Regions from separate parts of the Hordeum vulgare genome. Here regions 1 and 2 are each linked to region 3. The links are chromatin contacts, called in public Hi-C maps. All regions are on one chromosome and are shown on one strand. The core of a region is the stretch at or near the end of the contact, and the rest is flanking DNA. Distances in the headings are between cores, read along the strand shown. Region 1 holds the start of LOC123444415 (ras-related protein Rab7). Region 2 holds the start of LOC123444416 (proline-rich receptor-like protein kinase PERK2). Region 3 holds the start of LOC123444414 (coiled-coil domain-containing protein 25-like).

The links. Hi-C and Micro-C count contacts between places; a contact is called where the count stands out from the background.
Region 1: a contact with region 3 is called in a Hi-C map of seedling, with 3 times the contacts expected there. The contact joins the promoter of LOC123444415 here to the promoter of LOC123444414 in region 3. A contact is called at or near these places in 3 of 6 Hi-C or Micro-C datasets (leaf and seedling) and 1 of 1 datasets of contacts at active chromatin or transcription factors (embryo).
Region 2: a contact with region 3 is called in a Hi-C map of leaf, with 6 times the contacts expected there. The contact joins the promoter of LOC123444416 here to the promoter of LOC123444414 in region 3. A contact is called at or near these places in 3 of 6 Hi-C or Micro-C datasets (leaf and seedling) and 1 of 1 datasets of contacts at active chromatin or transcription factors (embryo).

What each region holds. Positions count from the first base shown.
Region 1 is chr3H:487,365,740-487,368,596 of MorexV3_pseudomolecules_assembly, reverse strand. It overlaps LOC123444415 (ras-related protein Rab7), which reads left to right and starts at 1,313. Exons shown (of 7, transcript XM_045121115.1): 1 at 1,313-1,576; 2 at 1,679-1,705; 3 at 1,838-1,937. The coding sequence starts at 1,524.
Region 2 is chr3H:487,528,414-487,531,212 of MorexV3_pseudomolecules_assembly, reverse strand. It overlaps LOC123444416 (proline-rich receptor-like protein kinase PERK2), which reads left to right and starts at 1,345. Exons shown (of 8, transcript XM_045121116.1): 1 at 1,345-2,308. The coding sequence starts at 1,429.
Region 3 is chr3H:487,107,960-487,110,863 of MorexV3_pseudomolecules_assembly, reverse strand. It overlaps LOC123444414 (coiled-coil domain-containing protein 25-like), which reads left to right and starts at 1,597. Exons shown (of 6, transcript XM_045121114.1): 1 at 1,597-1,944; 2 at 2,741-2,868. The coding sequence starts at 1,832.

The DNA of each region.
Region 1 (2,857 bases), core at 64-2,563, 260 kb before region 3:
TGGACGTGGCCGCCGCCGACAAGACCGCCCTCATATGGGCACGGGACGACTACGTACGGGAGGGGATGGAGCGTCAGCGCCGTGCCCTTGAGGAGATCGCCGCTCGGCGCCGCAGTCGTGAGGAGGACGGCGTCGTCATTCTCGGCGACAGTGACGAGGAGGTGCCTGGGCCTTCCAACCCCGTTCGCCACGGCGACTGAGGGAAGGGGTGTAGCAAGGACGGCGGCGGAGCGCAGGACGACGACGGCGGTGACTACACCAACTTCTACAAGCTTCTCGGCATGTAGAAGGCGACCACGACGACGTTCAATTTCTTTTTAGATTATGTTTTTATTTCAATTTTATACAAATATCAATGAAAACTATGAATTCCTTTAAATTTAAGTCGTTTTTGATCGAATTTAGGCCGAGTTTTTTTTAAACCGATTGGGAGGCGATCTTTGGTGAGTAGACTGGGAACCCAAACCTACACGGCCGTTTTTTCACCAGCACGGTCCGAGACAGCGCTATTTCACATGGGAATTGTTTTCCACCCGCCCGCCGGCACCCATGCAACATTTTTCTCACCCACGCGCTTCGCTGGTCAGTGGATGCAACATTTTTCATCTAAATACGTTGCAACCAGCGTCGTATTTGCTGCAAATATTTTTATTTACTATTTTTTGTCCCAGTAAAAAAAACTGCATATACGTTTGGTTGCAATTCCAGTTCATCGATTTTTTTGTTACATCGATGTTTTTTACTTTTGCTACAACCATGTTAATTTTTGCTACAACCGGCATCATGTTTTGCTGCAACCGTTCACTAAAAAAGTTGCATACACGTCACGTAAATATTTGCTACAACCGGCGTTTGACTTTTGCTACCACGCACCATCAGCTTCGTTTTTTTTGCTACGATCACGTAGATATTTTTTTTGCTATAATTTTTGTTTTTTGTTGCAACCGTTGAAAAAATTGCTGCATCACATCAAAATTATACTGCATAAGGAGAAAAATGTTGCATGCGGATCCAACGGTACGGACGACGCGGGGTTGGTGGATCCTGCGGCCTCGTGTGCGGCCAGCCGAAAATTTGGGCCGGCGCGCCGGCGCAGATCAGTGCCCAATCCGTGGGGCGGAACGGAGGGAGATGCTCTAAGCTTGCTCGATCTCCTTGACAGCCGGCGGTGGTTGCATTTGCACCGATCATCGGACTCCAAACTAGTACTCCTACTACCAAACTAGTAGGAAGGAGTATTTTTTTTTTTTTTTTTTTGAAAAGCAAACTAGTAGGAAGGAGTACTTCCTGGAAAGCTTCCAGTCAAACGGGAGCAGATGCTACGCGTCCCATCCCTGTGGTCTGTCCTGTTGCCCAACGCACACGCACCCTTGTTCCCCGCCTGCTCAGGGACGGCAAAGGCCGCAAACGCGATTACGCAAGCTTAGGTTTCGTCTCCTCCCTCCTCCGTCCCCACCTCGTGCTCCCCTCCTACCTCCGGCGCGCGACGAGCGCGAGCAAGACCCCTCGGCACATAGATCCCCATGGCCTCGCGACGCCGCACGCTCCTCAAGGTCATCATCCTCGGCGACAGCGGGTTGGTGGATTCGGATCTCTCTTCCTCCTCTTCGGCTTTTGCCTCTTCCAGTGTTCCCTCTGCTGACTGACCGACTCTTTCTGCCGATTCGCCGCGATCCAGGGTCGGGAAGACGTCCTTGATGAACCAGTATCCTGCAATTCGACTCGCCGTGGACTGATCGCCTCTGATTACTTTGCTTGCCCCCCGTTTTTTGTCGAGGTCGTGTAGGATTGGATTTTGCTTTGTTTGTGTTTTTTCCTGAGCTTTGATGCAATTCAGATATGTGAACAAGAAGTTCAGTAACCAGTACAAGGCCACCATCGGCGCGGATTTCCTCACCAAGGAGGTGCAATACGAGGACAGGCTCTTCACTCTGCAGGTGCTGTACCCGCTTTTAGCAATTCAGCCCATGTGGTCCTGTACCGATGCTTGGAGCAAGTTATTGTTTTTGGACAACGTGCTATTGCAGTTGCTGCTAGTATCTTTGAGTTTTGCTTTGAAGAAGTGCCCCACTTACTCTTACCTGGGGGTAAATTGAAATGAAAATACACTGCTAATGTGTTTAGTCATTGCACAATTTTGAGAAGTTAGCACTGCGCTGATAGAAATCACCATTGCTAATCTTTAAAAACCATGTAGCAGAAAAGTGAATTCACTTCGATTAGTCACTGCTATTTTCAGCCATGAAAGAAAACGTATTTGTTAATGTAGAGTCGCTTATGATGGTTAAAAAGGCGTCAGTGTTGTCAGTACAGTAAAACAGTACCTAACACTGCAAATTATCCATCCAACTATCAAGTTGGTACTCTAATTTTGTATCTTGCCATCGGAATCATAAAGCATTTTCTGTAATTGGCATTACCTAGTTACCAGTAAACATAGTTTGCATCTGTTAATTTTTAACCGTAAGCATGCAGTATTACCATAGACCCTCTTCCCTTTGACTCTTAGCACTGTAAATTTGAGTTTGTATTTCTTATGTTGGGAGCTGTGGTGTCTCTACTTTATCACAGAAGGAAGAGCTATAGAACGGAAAATTAAATACGCAACCCATAATGTCAGTTTCCGGTTGCATGATTCAGAAAATTCTTCAATGCCTAGTATCGGCATAGTGACCCATATGCCAGTTTCCATCACAAAAGAAATATGCAACCCATAGTGATCCATATACCCATATTCCATCACAAAAGAAATATGCAACCCATAGTGACCCATATGCCCATATTTCCATCACAAAAGAAAAAGCTGCATTATGGATAAGTAAATACGCGACCCATATGTCAGTTTCCCTTTTTATGA
Region 2 (2,799 bases), core at 96-2,595, 420 kb before region 3:
GAACGACCACCGCCTTCATCGACCATCACCTCCAGTGCTCCACCATCGCCTCCACCTCTGTTGGTTCAATCATCATCCAACCCAACAAGTACAGCACTGCCCCATAGGGTGCCGCCGTGCTCACTCCTATCCTTTCGAAAACAACAGCCACGTTCCCACTTTCGGCAACACCTTGCCACAACAATGGTTCCTCATACCTTCAGACAGTGCCACCTTAATCTAACAAAGATGAAAAAAAAATGTGCCACCTTGAGGGGATACCTGGGTTCTTTTCCTTGTCACCGCACCCAATTTATATTGATTAAAACAACGGTATCATGGATATGAAAAAACCGAAATTGCTTTGCGTATAACGTTTTATATGTCCGACCTGCATAGTGCATACAGTACGTGTTTTGTTGTTAAGTAGTGATCTGATCCCATGGTCGTCGTTGACCAGTGTCGGACAAGCATATAGCTCCTTGATACGAAGATGAAATGAAAATTTAATCGAAATTCTACGTACGAAGTTGTCGTTTCCACCTTTTCATCGCATCTCAAGTGTTACTAAACCTGATTTTCATCAATGTTGGAAGTAGCCCGCGTGAAACGGTCAAATGCTATTTTAGGATTAATCTTGTTTTTTCTGAAACTTCACTAATCTCTACTTTAGCACAAGTAACTTGATAGGAGCAAGCTTGTTTATACGACACAATGAATTTCAGGGGTCTCCTGACAGCCCATTTAGAAGGGCGACGAACCAGCAGTTAATAACAATCATTCACAGGTCATACTACAGTATTAAAATGATGGTGGTGCTGAACCATCTCTGCCTCTCTTTCCTCTCACGGAGCAGCGCTGAACATTCGATTGGAAATTTGGAATAGAGCAGGCACACGCCTCAACGGAACAATCTACACAAGTTTCCGCCGCCACTGCTCCACAGAGAAGTATGAGCCAGCGGCAGCAGCAGACGCAACTTGGTTTGTACAACCCTATCAATTCGCTGGCACTACACGCAATGAGCCGTCCGGCAACCGAAGTTGGTGGTGAGGATGCTGAGCCAGCTGCTGGTCGCTTCTTCTCTGCCTGTATCCATCTGACCAGCTGGTCCACCCGCCAGGCATGATTAGCACGACGCTAATGCTAACACAGATGATCGATCATGCCCATTGACTTTGGCCCGGTCAATCTTATCTAACAAACCCCGGACAGTGGACACTAGAATAAGTAAGAAAATAGAAAAGAGACGACCCCATTCTTTTACAGGAACCCAACCCACAATCGGTCCGTAGCATGATGTGTTTTTGTAGGTGAAGAATCCGTATGATATGTTGCTGTCGACTGAACCCAGCAAGCAAAAGCGCAGAGATGAATTGTAAGCGCGGCAAAACTAAGCAAGCAAAACCACCTAATGGCTAACTGCATCCAGCTCATAGGTGGACGTGCATGAACTCGTACCACGCTAGTCTTCGTCTCGTCTCGTCTCTTGCCCACCGTCGGTATATTATTAGTCGTAAAGTCGTAGCCGTGGAGATCGATAGTTCAACGTCAGCCTCTTGCGCCACGCCGCAGCTAGCCACCGTCACCATGTCCAGCCCACCACCTCCGGACGCCGCCGGCTCGCCGCCGGTGACTCCGGTCCCGCCCACTCCGGTGACCCCAACTCCGCCGGTGGCGATTCCGCCTGCTCCGGTGAACCCGGTCCCTCCTGTGGCACTTCCTCCGCAGAGCCCGCCCCCTCCTCCTCCTCCGGACGCGGTTCCGCCTGCTCCGGTTCAGGCCGATCCTCCCACCGTCGTAAACCCTCCGGTGGTGCCCCCGCCGGTGAACTCACCTCCACCGCCTGCACCAAGACCAAGGCCGCCGACGCCAAACCCAACGCCGGTGACACCGTCCCCGCCTCCGCCAAGGCCCACGCCCACGCCGACGCCAAACCCGACGCCGGTAACGCCGTCCCCGCCTCCGCCAAGGCCAACTCCGACGCCAACGCCAACTCCTCGCAGGCCGCCGCCGTCATCTTCGCCAGCGCCGCCTGACGCCACGCCGCCGCCTCCTGGAGGCGTTCCATCGTCGCCGCCGCTCCCGATCGACGCACCAGCCGCAGCAGCGCCTCCGCCGTCGCCTCTTACGTTTTATCCGCCTCCTCCGCCGCAGTTAGCGGACGCGCCGTCGGCATCGGCCAAGCCCCCGTCAGGCAGCGGCACCGCGCTGGGCGTGGGTGTGGCTGTCGGGGCGGTGGTCTTCCTCGGCCTCGCGGCCGCGCTGATCTTCTTCTTCGTGTCCAAGCGGCGCCGTCGCCGTAGGGTACCGCCGCCGGGGACCCCAGGTGCGTATACGTACCGTATTGTAGATATTGCATACATGAAGTAGCCCAAGTGAAACGGGAAGATAGTATAATTGAAATGATGGTGGTGAACCATCTCCTTCCTCGCACCGAACAGCAAGAACATTGTTGATCCGGCTTTTGCAAATTGCAATCGGAGGTCGGCCTGGAACCCGATTTTTGAAATTTTCGAAAGAAAAAAAACACAAACGTTCATTTGCTGCATTTATTAAAAAGTTTCATTTTTGTGTGTGTGCAGCTCATTTAAAAAACGTATTTCATCCCCGCAAAAAAAATTCTATTCATCGTGTTATTTTTACAAACATACACTCATGTAAATGTGTATTTGTTCATGCTATTTTGAAATTCTAAAAGTTTTTGGTATATTTGTCAAAATTTTGGGCTCCCTGAGAGCTGAGAGCGCGAGAGCTAGAAAATCGCACTCGAACGACCACACTTTTGCATAGTTCTTCAAGAAGATATAGTCCTGCACA
Region 3 (2,904 bases), core at 348-2,847:
TTTTCTTCGTGGACCCCTTGTGGATGGAGCTCTCCGTGAACTCTCGCTGGCGTTACCCTCCGTGGGTTGAAGTCTTCACTAACGTGGACGTACGGTAGTACCACCTATCGGAACCACGTCAAAAATCGTCGTGTTAACCTTTGCGTTTGATCTTCCTATCTTACCCTATACATTACATTTGCATGTCTTTACTTTCCGCTGCTACACTTTTAGATATGCATGTGTAGGGTGAACTTGACTAGCCATAATTGCTAAAACTGGCACATAACTAAAACTGAGAAAAGACTAAGTTTTTATCTTGTTAAATAGTCTAATCACCCTCCTCTGTACATACTTCGGATCCTACTGAGTGATCCATCACACTCAAACTTTAATTTTATTTTACCATGTATGGACAATTGAAGAATAATTTATTTTGCTTTATCGCTTTTGGTAAACTGTTGAATTAGAATGAATTTATGTTTTATGATCGACGTACACGCATTGTATGGATTTGAAGATTCACATTGAAAATACGTGGCTGGTAGCACAACATACAAGGGACTGTCCGACTCCCTTTCCGGGCATGTCCGGGTGTAAGGGGTGAGATTTGTGGGTGTAAATGCTCTATAATTGCATCTGCGCATCTAAAGAGTAGGTTTCTTACGGAGAGGAGCGATCTCTCGGATCAAGGTGAATTGACTCTAAAAAAAATTAGAAGCGTTCATATAATAATCATACATCGTCTAATTATTTAAAAGGATAATGCATAATAACTCACACAATTATTAAATGATTGTTACGCGTTTTAATCCTTTTTTATCTTAAAAATACATATAAACGAAACCGCGTTTACTAATCATGACGGAGGGAATAATACTTCTCCTCCCATCCTTTATCGAGAAAGAACAAGAATAACGTGGGCGAAGGCAGGCACACACTCCCCTGGATCTGCCTCGGTTGGAAGTCCGGTCCTTGCTTTCCATCCTCCACTCAATCCCCACGGCCATGCCGCGCCCGGTCCCCGGCACCCCGACGCACGGAACGAACCAACAAAGACGGAGCGTTGGGAAGAAAAGCGGCCCGTCTCTCTTGGTTCGGCCGGAATCGAGCCATCGAAACAGACGTCGTTCTCGCAAAAGATACGGCGCTTTTACGACGCCACCAATAGCAATAGGCAGTTGCGGTTAAGAACAATCTTTTAAGCGGGGAGCTCCGGTAGGAGGAGTATATCCACTGCGACTGCTGCCAGGTCAGGCACAGATCAGAGGCAGGATTCATCGGAAAGAAAACGAAGGAAACCGGCGAGGGATCAGATAGATTACCAGTTTTACAAGGCTCCCGCTGACTCGTAATTGGTTAAGGAAAAAAAAAGGTTAACCAATTACGTACTGTACTATTATGTTGTGTTAATTATAAAGAGGGGCAGAGTGGGAGGGAGGAGCAAAAGCTGCGAGGATAAGGCCCCGCCCGGGCCCCACGCCCTCCCCGGTCGCATTTGTTTAATCGAATCCACCGTGTTTCCACGTGGCAGCCCCACCCAACCGCCTTGGGGTAGAGACGACCTTTGAGATTTTAGCCCCGGCCGTCCCCTTTTTATACCCGCCCATGCCGCTTCATTGCCTGGTTCGTCGCTCTGTCGTCTCCCTCCCTTCACCCCCTCCTGCGTCTATCTATTCTGCCTCTTCTCTGTTCTCTCTCGGCCTCTGCCTCTTCTTCTCTCTCGGCCTCTGCCTCTTCTTGATTTGCGGTAAAATTAGCCTGCACGCGGTCAACTGGATATACAGTTGGTGAGCCGAGCTGCCACGAGGAAGGCGCTGAGAGAGAGGAGAGAAGAGAAACAGTGCTGGCAATGGTGTTCTACTTCAAGGCGCGGCCGGACGCCGGCGATTACACCATCTACATGGGCGCAGACAAGAACGAGAACGAGGAGCTCATCAAGTACGGCCTCCCCGAGGACGTCTGGTACGAGCATTTGCCCCAACTCTACGTCTCTACCTTGGACTCTCTCTCCCTCCCACCGGCCACCATCCCTCTCTCTTCTACTCTACTACTAGAACATAAGCTCTCGTTAAGTTTGGGGTCTCGATCGATGGATATACTCAGTCATGGGAGTTCCTCTGTGTATAAACATGCACGTGCAGCATAATGGTTAATCCCTAGCTAACCATCAATAGTTTAGTAGTACTACACCATCAATAGTTTAGTAGTACTACTACATTTAAACTCATGCGCGGTGAGCCAGTGAAATTCCAGAGAGAGAGAGAGAGAGGACGGCCGGCCAGCCGGCCAGAACGAGAGAGAGATCAGAGTAGCAGAGGGAGCGCGCGGATTGACTCGTGACGAGGCCATGACGAGGCTGGTGAGGAGGACACCCCAACTACCAAACTGCGTAGTAAACGTAGATACGACCCGAGCTACGGAACACAAACGTACGAGCAGCTCCAAGCATCTGCGTCACTGTAGATGAACGTAAACTGCGTGACTGTCGTCCCCCAGTCTGCCATCTGCACCACGCAACGCGAGCGCAGCTAGGGCCAAAACACACCCTGTATATATCTATCGTCTAGAGGACCTCGCCCTCTGCTCGCGATCGAGTGCTTATTTTACTGGTTTGCTTATATTGCTGAAAAATAAGCAACACCCTCGAGAGCTCAGTGGATATCGTGCTGTAGTACAACCTAGTAACCCGTTTATTAAGCACAAAGCAAGTATGATTGTATGAAATAATTGATCATGTGGAGCACCACCTGCACTGCAGGTTCCATGTGGACAAGGTGTCGTCGGCGCACGTCTACCTGAGGCTCAAGAAAGGCGAGTCCATAGACGCCATCAGCGAAGGCCTCCTGGAGGATTGTGCGCAGCTCGTAAAAGCGCATTCCATTCAAGGTACGTATACATGGAAGAAACTCATTGTTTATAGCT